Linked DNA regions of Hordeum vulgare: region 1 is linked to region 2. The links are chromatin contacts, called in public Hi-C maps. All regions are on one chromosome and are shown on one strand. The core of a region is the stretch at or near the end of the contact, and the rest is flanking DNA. Distances in the headings are between cores, read along the strand shown. Region 1 has its middle 220 kb from the start of LOC123405263. Region 2 has its middle 70 kb from the start of LOC123405263.

Region 1 (4,447 bases), core at 457-2,956, 150 kb before region 2:
GAATTTTAAATTATGTTCACCGATTTTCAAAAAATTCACCAATTTCGAAAAAAAGTTCATCGATTTGGATACAATTTCAGAAATTTGGCGTCTGCGGTGTCCCTCGCTGGACCAGCTGGTAAAACATCTCCTGGCGCTGCGCTGCAGACTCGAAAAAATTTCATTGATTTTCGAAAATGTGAATTCAAAAAGGTACATTAAAATTCCATCGGATTAAAAAGCAATTAATAAGATTTTCGAAAAGTTTAATGATTATGAAAAAAAAGTTCACCATTTTTAAAAATATGTTAATGGATTTTCACAAAGTTCAAAAAATTAGTCGATTTTGAAAAAAAAAGTTCAACAATTTTTTAAAACAGGTTATTGATTTTAAAAATGTTCAAGATTTTTAAAATATGTTCACCGATTATTTTAAAAGTTTACCTATTTCAATTTTTTTTATCAATTTAGAATTGTTTTTTACAACTTTTAAATTATGTTCACCAATTTTCAAAAAATTCACCAATTTCGAAAAGAAGTTCATCGATTTGGACACAATTTCATAAATTTGGTGCCTGCAGTGTCCCTCGCTGGACCGGCTGCTGAAACATCTCATGGCGCTCCGCTGCAGACTCGAAAAAATTTCATTGGTTTTCAAAAATGTGAATTCAAAAAGGTACATTAAAGTTCCATCGGATTAAAAAACAATTAATAAGATTTTCGAAAACTTTAATGATTATGAAAAAAAAGTTCACCATTTTTAAAAATATGTTAATGGATTTTCACAAAGTTCAAAAAATTAATCGATTTTGAAAAAAAAGTTCAACAATTTTTTTAAACAGGTAATTGATTTTAAAAATGTTCATGAATTTTTAAATATGTTCACATTTTTTTATAAAGTTTACCTATTTCCATTTTTTTATCACTTTATAAAAAAGTTTACGACTTTTAAATTATGTTCACCAATTTCGAAAAGAGGTTCATCGATTTGGATACAATTTCATAAATTTGGCGTCTGCAGTGTCCCTCGCTGGACCAGCTAATGAAACATCTCCTGGCGCTCCGCTGCAGACTCAATTTTTTTCATTGATTTTCAAAAATGTGAATTCAAAAAGGTACATTAAAATTCCATTGGATTAAAAAGCAATTAATAAGATTTTCGAAAAGTTTAATGATTATGAAAAAAAGTTAAACATTTAAAAAAATATGTTAATGGATTTTCAGAAGTTCAAAAAACTAGTCGATTTTGAAAAAAAAGTTCAACAATTTTTTAAAACAGGTAATTTATTTTAAAAATGTTCATGAATTTTAAAATATGTTCACCGATTTTTTTAAAAGTTTACCTATTTCAATTTTTTTATCAATTCAGAAAAAAAGTTTACGAATTTTAAATTATGTTCATCGATTTTCAAAAAATTCACCAATTCCGAAAAAAAGTTTTTCGATTTGGATACAATTTCATAAATTAAATAAAGATTCCATTGAATTTCAGAAAATAATCAATTTGAAAGGAAAAGTCACATACTCTCTACTACTGTTAAAAGAGCAAACATAAATTCTACTAAAACTACACATCAAACTGTACACAGGATAACCAGAACCCTCGGATCGAATCAACTTAAACACATCCAACTGCTTATATTATGCAATGGTGTGCCATATGAATCCACATCTCAGATCAAATGTTCTGCCGGGCCGTGGTCTGCCGATCGTTGCGGCGCTACCCGTCTCCCACCCAAATCGTGCCTCCCGACATTTCCTTCTTGACTTCTTCTCTGGCCCCATATTGACAAGAACAGATCCCCAGCAAATGCGCCGCCGATCCTCCCTTCCCCTTCTTCTCGCACCGCCCATCTTCTTGCGCCTGCAATGGCCCTCTTTCTACCGTCACCACACGCCTTCGGCGGCCTCGGTGACCAGGAATGCGAGGACGCATGCCGAAGGCATCCTTCCGAGGAACCGACGTGCTTGGGTTCTCCAGCCTACGCCGTCGAGTCCACCAAGCCGCGTGCCCACGACGCCTCACGTCAGGGGAACCGCCTTTTCCCCCGATATGGATGAAAGCGGCCACGGAGACCGGACGAGGAGGTGGGCAGCTGATAGGAGAAAGGATAGAGGAAGGGACCGATCGGGGATGAATTAGATGGCTTCAATCCAGGACGGCGGCAAGTAGGCATGGCAACTCTAGGGATTTGCTCTTCCCAGATCTGGAAGATAGGAAGCATGGAATCCAAATCGTGAGGCGTCAATGGGGATTGTAGGGAGGAAAGAGAACGTGTTGGTGATGGATGAGGTAGTCTCAATCCGGAGCATGACGAGGAGGGAAAACTGCAGGCACGGTGAGGAGAGTAGGAGAAATAGGAAGGGCACACTGATGACGAGTTGAGTATGAGTTGGGCCGCATTGGAGGTTGAGGGAGGCGGCCATCAGGGGACTTGTTGTTGCTGCAGCTGTGCGTGCTTGCTTGATGCTCATCGTCCTGTATGGATCTGCTGCCATTGCTGCGCATGTGCGTGCGTTGTGCCACTGATGATGTGTGCATGGAAGAGGAAAGGAAGCAAGGCAGCTGAGTTTGCACAAATGTATCGTCAGGACAGGACGGTTGTGCACACACCATCTTCGATTGGGAGCACGGAGATGGTCACTATCAACATATCATCGTGGAGGCTGCCTGCCAGAGGCGCTTGTGTTTCGGCCTGCCTCCACTTGTTGGCAACCTCGTCCTCCAGCGCCAGAGTATCGGCGACGGCAACACTTTGTGTCATGAGCATAGAAGTGGGAGAATAGTGATTATGTAGCTAGATCAGGGCAAAAAAGTAGTGCGTTGGTAATTACTTCCTCCGTCCTAAAATAAGTGTCTCAAGCTTAGTATAACTTTATACTAGAGATAGTACAAAATTGAGACAGTTATTTTGGGACGTAGGGAGTACAAGTTACTACTCCCTCCGTTCTTAAATATAAGTCTTTTTAGAGATTTCACTAGTGGACTATATACGGATGTATATAGACATATTTTAGAGTATAGATTCAATCATTTTGCTCCGTATGTAGACCCTTAGTGAAATCGCTTAAAAGACTTATATTTAGGAACGGATGGAGTAGGTAGGAGCAGATTTAACAAATTCAGAAAATAAAATCCTAATTGATTGCTAAAATACTACATAGTTACTTTGATATTGCTACGCAAGTCAACATGCATAGACTAGAAAGAACACTTACTTCCTACAAAGTATGGACGGATGATGTCATCGGGGAATTTAGAATTTATTGTATGGCTAGGATCTTTTAGGTGCAACGCAATTTTAGTGTCAGCTTTGAGTACATAAAACTTCGAAATTTCTGGCCAAAGTCCTATATCAAAATAGGAGTGACAATCTTCATCAAGTTTCATAGAAATAACGATTGTAAATCGATGGTTTGTGCTCAGCATGACATCCTTGGAGTCTATAGTTATGTAAAGTCCAAGATTTAGCGCATTAGTTGTTGTTGCAAAGCAAGGGATGTACCGCAGGAATTAATAAGATTGTTAAAGAACATGGCAACATGCTAGTATGAGAGTAGTTAAAAGAAGAGCACATCAATTGATATGAAAGGACAAAAAATTATAAGTAAACAGATAATGTAACCGTGATGTCATGCATATGTATATGAGAGTAAACAAAAGAACAATACAACATTAATTTGCCTAATTTAGAAGAAGAAGAAGAAGAAGAAGAAGAAGTATGTGGCAATATATAGTATCGGTTCACCAAAAGTATAGGCCATGTCAACGTAGGTAGTGTGAGATTGAACTTACCGTGCGCTTCATGAAGTCGTGTGATATGGTGAGATGAAACTCATTGGTTGTATGTCCTTGCACTGTACACTCTATGAAGGAAAACCCTCGAATCATGTAGAAGGAACATTTTTCTTTTCAAAAAGGATGATAACCCCCGAAGCTAGAAGGAACGTGAATCCACGGTGATTTCGGCCGGGTGATTAAAAGGGGCAGATGGACTGGGATAAGAGATGAGCGGAAATATTTAAGTAGATTACAGTTACCTGCTTCTCCATGGGAGGTCCAGTGCCGAAGATTCCTGAATTGGGTTAGCAGTGTCGAGAAAATCGGTGCTGAGAAGCCGCGGCTACGGCGGCAACACACGTCGAGCTAAGTGGTTGCCGTGGGGATAGGCGGTGAAATGTAGAGGTCCATAGGATTACTGTAGGTGCTACTAGAGACAGGGAGGAGGAGGGGCTAATTCTTTGTGATAAGGCGTAAATATCACCCCAAAATATAATGCGCTTCAGAGGCAGAGGTTTCCAGACCCAACAGCGTATGATAAACTGAAAATATCACTCTCAAAGAAACTAGCACTCCGGTGTAATAGAGATACGGATAGTCGTTCGATCTGTGTACATCCTGTGATTCGCACGTGCGATCCATGAGGATGCGTTCTGGCCAATAGGAACAAAAGTGATGGAAGTCATC
Region 2 (4,283 bases), core at 607-3,106:
CCGGTGGAGAACTCCAAGAACTGTCAAGGACACAAAGGTTGTCGAGATGTATGTTTGCGTTATGTTTGCTTTTGCATTTTAGACTCAGCAAGTGCTGCAACCGTTTGACATCAATAAGGTGATACAAGAGATCTTTGCTCACAACCATGGACCCATGGGCTCCCATTGCAAGAATGATACTAACTGGTACTCTCTCCTTTCCTAAATATAAGTATTTCTAAAGGTTCAACTAATGAACTACATACAGATGTATATAGACATACTTTAGAATATAGATTCATTCATTTTGTTTTGTATGTAGACACCTAATAAAATATCTTAAAAGACTTATATTTAGACACGGAGGAAGTAGTTGACTGCTCTTTTGAGCTTGATGCTGAATTTGTAATAATTTTAGAGGTTGCTCACCTTTCTTTTTTACCCGAGAGGTTGCTCTGCCCTGTATGATTCGGCGTGCGGGCGTGGCCATCCTATCTGTTGCAGCAGTAGGAGGCTGACAATGTCTTGGCTTGTAGGGAAGTTATCTTTTTCGCTAAAACACATCTAGATGTGCATAAGTTTTGCATGTTTAATTCTTATGGCAGTGATCTTACGATGGTTTAGATGTGTCCTAGACAGACTTTTATCTTTATTCTTTCGTCCTTTTGTTTTCTCTTCAATTGTTTACGATGTTGTGATAATAGAAGTCGACGGGATATATAGCCTGTTGCTTAAAAAAACTCGGTAATGTGTGAGTGTGATTTAGGTTTTACCGAGCAGAAAATCTCAGTGTCTAACCAAGTCTCAGTCGATACTACATTCGTGAGATCTTACATGAAAATGCATTCTAATTTTTCATTTAAATTTTTCATTTGTTCTACTTATCATTTAACTAAGAATTGGTCAAATCTCAGTTGACTTGGATTTAGCCGCACCCTTTACACAGTGTCTCACCGTCTCTCCATCTTCTTCCAAGCACGGGAACCCTGGCTACAGCGGCGAGGTCTGGCGAGACATCCCAACCAGGTTGGCAGTTCCATGTTCCGTCTTGTAGCTACCCCGCTAGTGCCGGCCGCAGCGCCACCGCTGTAGGCGACCGGGGCGTCAACCCCCTTGCAAAGCGCATGGCCACTGGTCGGCAGCGTCTGCAGCTACCTGGTGCAACAACGCAGCCTCACCGCCGGATCGTGGTCGTGCATCTGCAACTAATGACCTGTTGCAACGCAGCTCCACCGTTGGGCTTGGGCATGGATGGCACCAGGATGCTCGTAGCCTCGCCTGCTGCAACACAGCTCCGCCGTCGGCATGGCAGCAGTGGCCACTTAGCATCGCCTGCTGCAAAGCTTTCCCTGCTGTGACCCAACTCCGTCGCGGGCGTGGCAGCACCGTCCCGTTCTTCGCCTGCTGCAACCGAGCAACGCCTTTGCGCTTTGGGCATGGCAGCAGGAACGCGCGGGTGAAGGGCGACCTGTTCGAAACATACTAACATCGGAGCCTCGTCTCGTAGTGCTGCATCTCGGCGCAGCTCCGCCCATACCTTGACCGCCGTAGAGCGTGTGTTGCGTGTGGTGTCCAGACGTTTCAACCAGAGACAGCAGGAAGAGGACAAGAGCGTGGGTGCCACAAGGGATACGTGGGAGACGCAGGAGGCGGCTTGAGGGAGACGTGACATCAGCCAGAGATAGGGGTCGGTGTTTCAGGGAGGCCGCGATGGCGACACCAACTTGGGAGGAAAGACATGCATAACCATCTCCACGTTCCAACGACAAAAATACTAAACCACCAACCACGAAATCAACGACAAAAATACTAAACCACCAACCACGAAATCAACATACTAAACCTCCAAGCGCGAGACCTGGTCCCTCAGTTGACCATCAGACCATTCGATTTCGGGCGGGTCCAAATCAACACCACGAAATCCTTGCCGATCATACAGGACGTGGCCGGTCGAAAACTCGAGTTTTAGGCTGCTCATAGTGGGGAGTAACTAAGAGTAGTAACATGATGTTGTTATTAGTCTATGTTACTACCTTCATAGTGGGGAGTAACATACATGTGGTGTCATACAAACAAACATTTATTAGGTTGTAGACACATAGTGCATTGAAATATGTGATGTGATGGTAACTAGCTATGTTACCACTACCATCTCTCTCCACATTAAATACTTGTCACGTCAGATTTTTTGCCCACGTGGCGTTGATGTTACTACTTAGTTACTCCCCACTATGACTAGTCTTAGGTGTAGCTAGGTGCAATCACCGTCTAGAATGGTGGGGCTGTCAAGATGGCAGTAGTATCTTTTACAGAACAGACCTCGAGTTAACCAAAAATTCAACCTTCAAGCCTCTCACGTTTTAGCTAACTAAACACGCCTTAGTCTGTTGATCATAATAACAAAGTACAGACGCACACCTTCATACATACGTACATATATTCAATCCTATTAATGCACGCATGTATACTTTATTCATACGAACATTTTTTTAAAGACTGAGCTGACACACAATCTTAAAATCGGTAAAGTCGTTACGGACATTTTCACAATCATGGGGACGTCTCCTCTCACGTCGGAAGGCCTGAAATAAATGTAAAGAATGCGAGTTTCAATGTCAAATTTAGGACTTGAACTCTAGTAGATTTATGATACCACTGTCTTTCTTATCATTCAATTATTGTAAGTTTTCTACCTTTCTTGATAAAAAGAAAGCGAAATTAGTTTCACACATATCCTTCCTCCATCACGATCAAAAGAATATTTTATTATCAAGAAAGCGAAATTAGTTTCACACATATCCTTCCTCCATCACGATCAAAAGAATATTTTATACATATGATCTTGTTATCCTGCCTCGATGGCTACTCTCAGACTGTAGATGTGCATTCCCTTGCACATCTGATTCTCAGTTCGACGGAGCAGCTTGGTTTCAACACCTAGCACGTGATGGGGGCCATACCTAGCGTTGCGGTTGAGCCTTATGTTCAGGTGAGCAGTGTTGTGCGTAGGCGACATGAGTTGATGTTCCTCCATTATCTTTGCAGGAATTTCTTAGCAAAGTTACTACGGAGGTTACACTCCCTCTGCTTGGGACCTGATGCCTTTGCATGGAGAGAATGATGGTGTCTCTCGCTCCATGTAACGTAATCTCTGATAAAGCGAAGGTGTCCCATCTTTTGATGGGATGATGACTATTGTTTTTGATGGAGTAGACTTTGAACATCCGACTACGAACGTGCAAGGACATCGCGTCTTAGAAATCGTTAAACCAACTACTAGAGGTCATTGACCATGGCGGAGCACGATCAACCTGACCACGAGGATCTATTTCCTGCACACAAACGAAGAACAAGCAAGAAACTCAAATTGCAATCTGGATATCGCGAATATAAGATGAATGCTTTATTGGTGCAAGTGGAGTTTGTGACATATTGGTCTGATTGTGGAACACAAACGAAAGACACAAAATTGCAGCTATGACGAACTTTTAATGAAAACAAAACCCAAATCTAAACGGCGTCCTAATGGTTGTATATATGGGGGATGTTAGAAATATACCCTAGAGGCAATAATAAATTGGTTACTATTATATTTCCTTGTTCATGACAATCGTTTATTATCATGCTAGAATTGTATTGATTGGAAACTCAAATACATGTGTGGATACATAGACAACAGACTGTCCTTAGTGAGCCTCTGAAGGACTAGCTCGTTGATCAAAGATGGTCAAGGTTTCCTGGCCATAGACATGAAATGTCGTTTGATAACGGGGTCACATCAATAGGAGAATGACGTGATGGACAAGACCTAATTATGAACATGGCATATGATCGTGTCAGTTTATTGCTACTATTTTCTGCATGTCAATGTATCTGTTCTTATGACCATGAGATCATACAACTCCCGGACACCGGAGGAGCACCTTGTGTGTATCAAATGTCACAACGTAACTATGTGACTATAACGGTGCTCTACATGTATGTAACGCCCAAGATGCGGTCCTATCGTTATTTTGGCACGAGGGCCTCGACAGGGATAGAGACGCATCTCGTCGTTTCGCAGGAATGGATATCGTTAAAAGTACATGTACTGAAAATATGAGTATAAGGAGTTGACTTACACTCGCCACAAGCTACATCAAGATCACATCAATACAGATTATATAGTAATATCCAGTCATCATGAAGAAGAGCAGGGTCTGACTACGGATGAAAACAAACGATAAAAGAACGACGTCCATCCTTGCTATCTCACGCTGCCGGCCTGGAACCCATCCTAGATCGAAGAACAAGAAGAAGAAGAA

The links. A called contact is a pair of places that touch in the nucleus more often than the background predicts.
Region 1: a Hi-C map of leaf shows a contact between it and region 2, with 4 times the contacts expected there. The contact joins two enhancer-like sites. A contact is called at or near these places in 2 of 6 Hi-C or Micro-C datasets (leaf and seedling) and 1 of 1 datasets of contacts at active chromatin or transcription factors (embryo).

What each region holds. Positions count from the first base shown.
Region 1 is chr6H:169,469,425-169,473,871 of MorexV3_pseudomolecules_assembly, reverse strand. It overlaps the pseudogene LOC123405265. Among protein-coding and RNA genes, the nearest start is that of LOC123405263, 220 kb to the right of the region's middle. Within about 2 kb of position 1,706, at least 2 of the 3 cell types and tissues checked have open chromatin away from gene starts, as enhancers often do. A contact at or near this core is called in leaf, where this site is marked.
Region 2 is chr6H:169,320,059-169,324,341 of MorexV3_pseudomolecules_assembly, reverse strand. No RefSeq gene overlaps it. Among protein-coding and RNA genes, the nearest start is that of LOC123405263, 70 kb to the right of the region's middle. Within about 2 kb of position 1,856, at least 3 of the 3 cell types and tissues checked have open chromatin away from gene starts, as enhancers often do. A contact at or near this core is called in leaf, where this site is marked.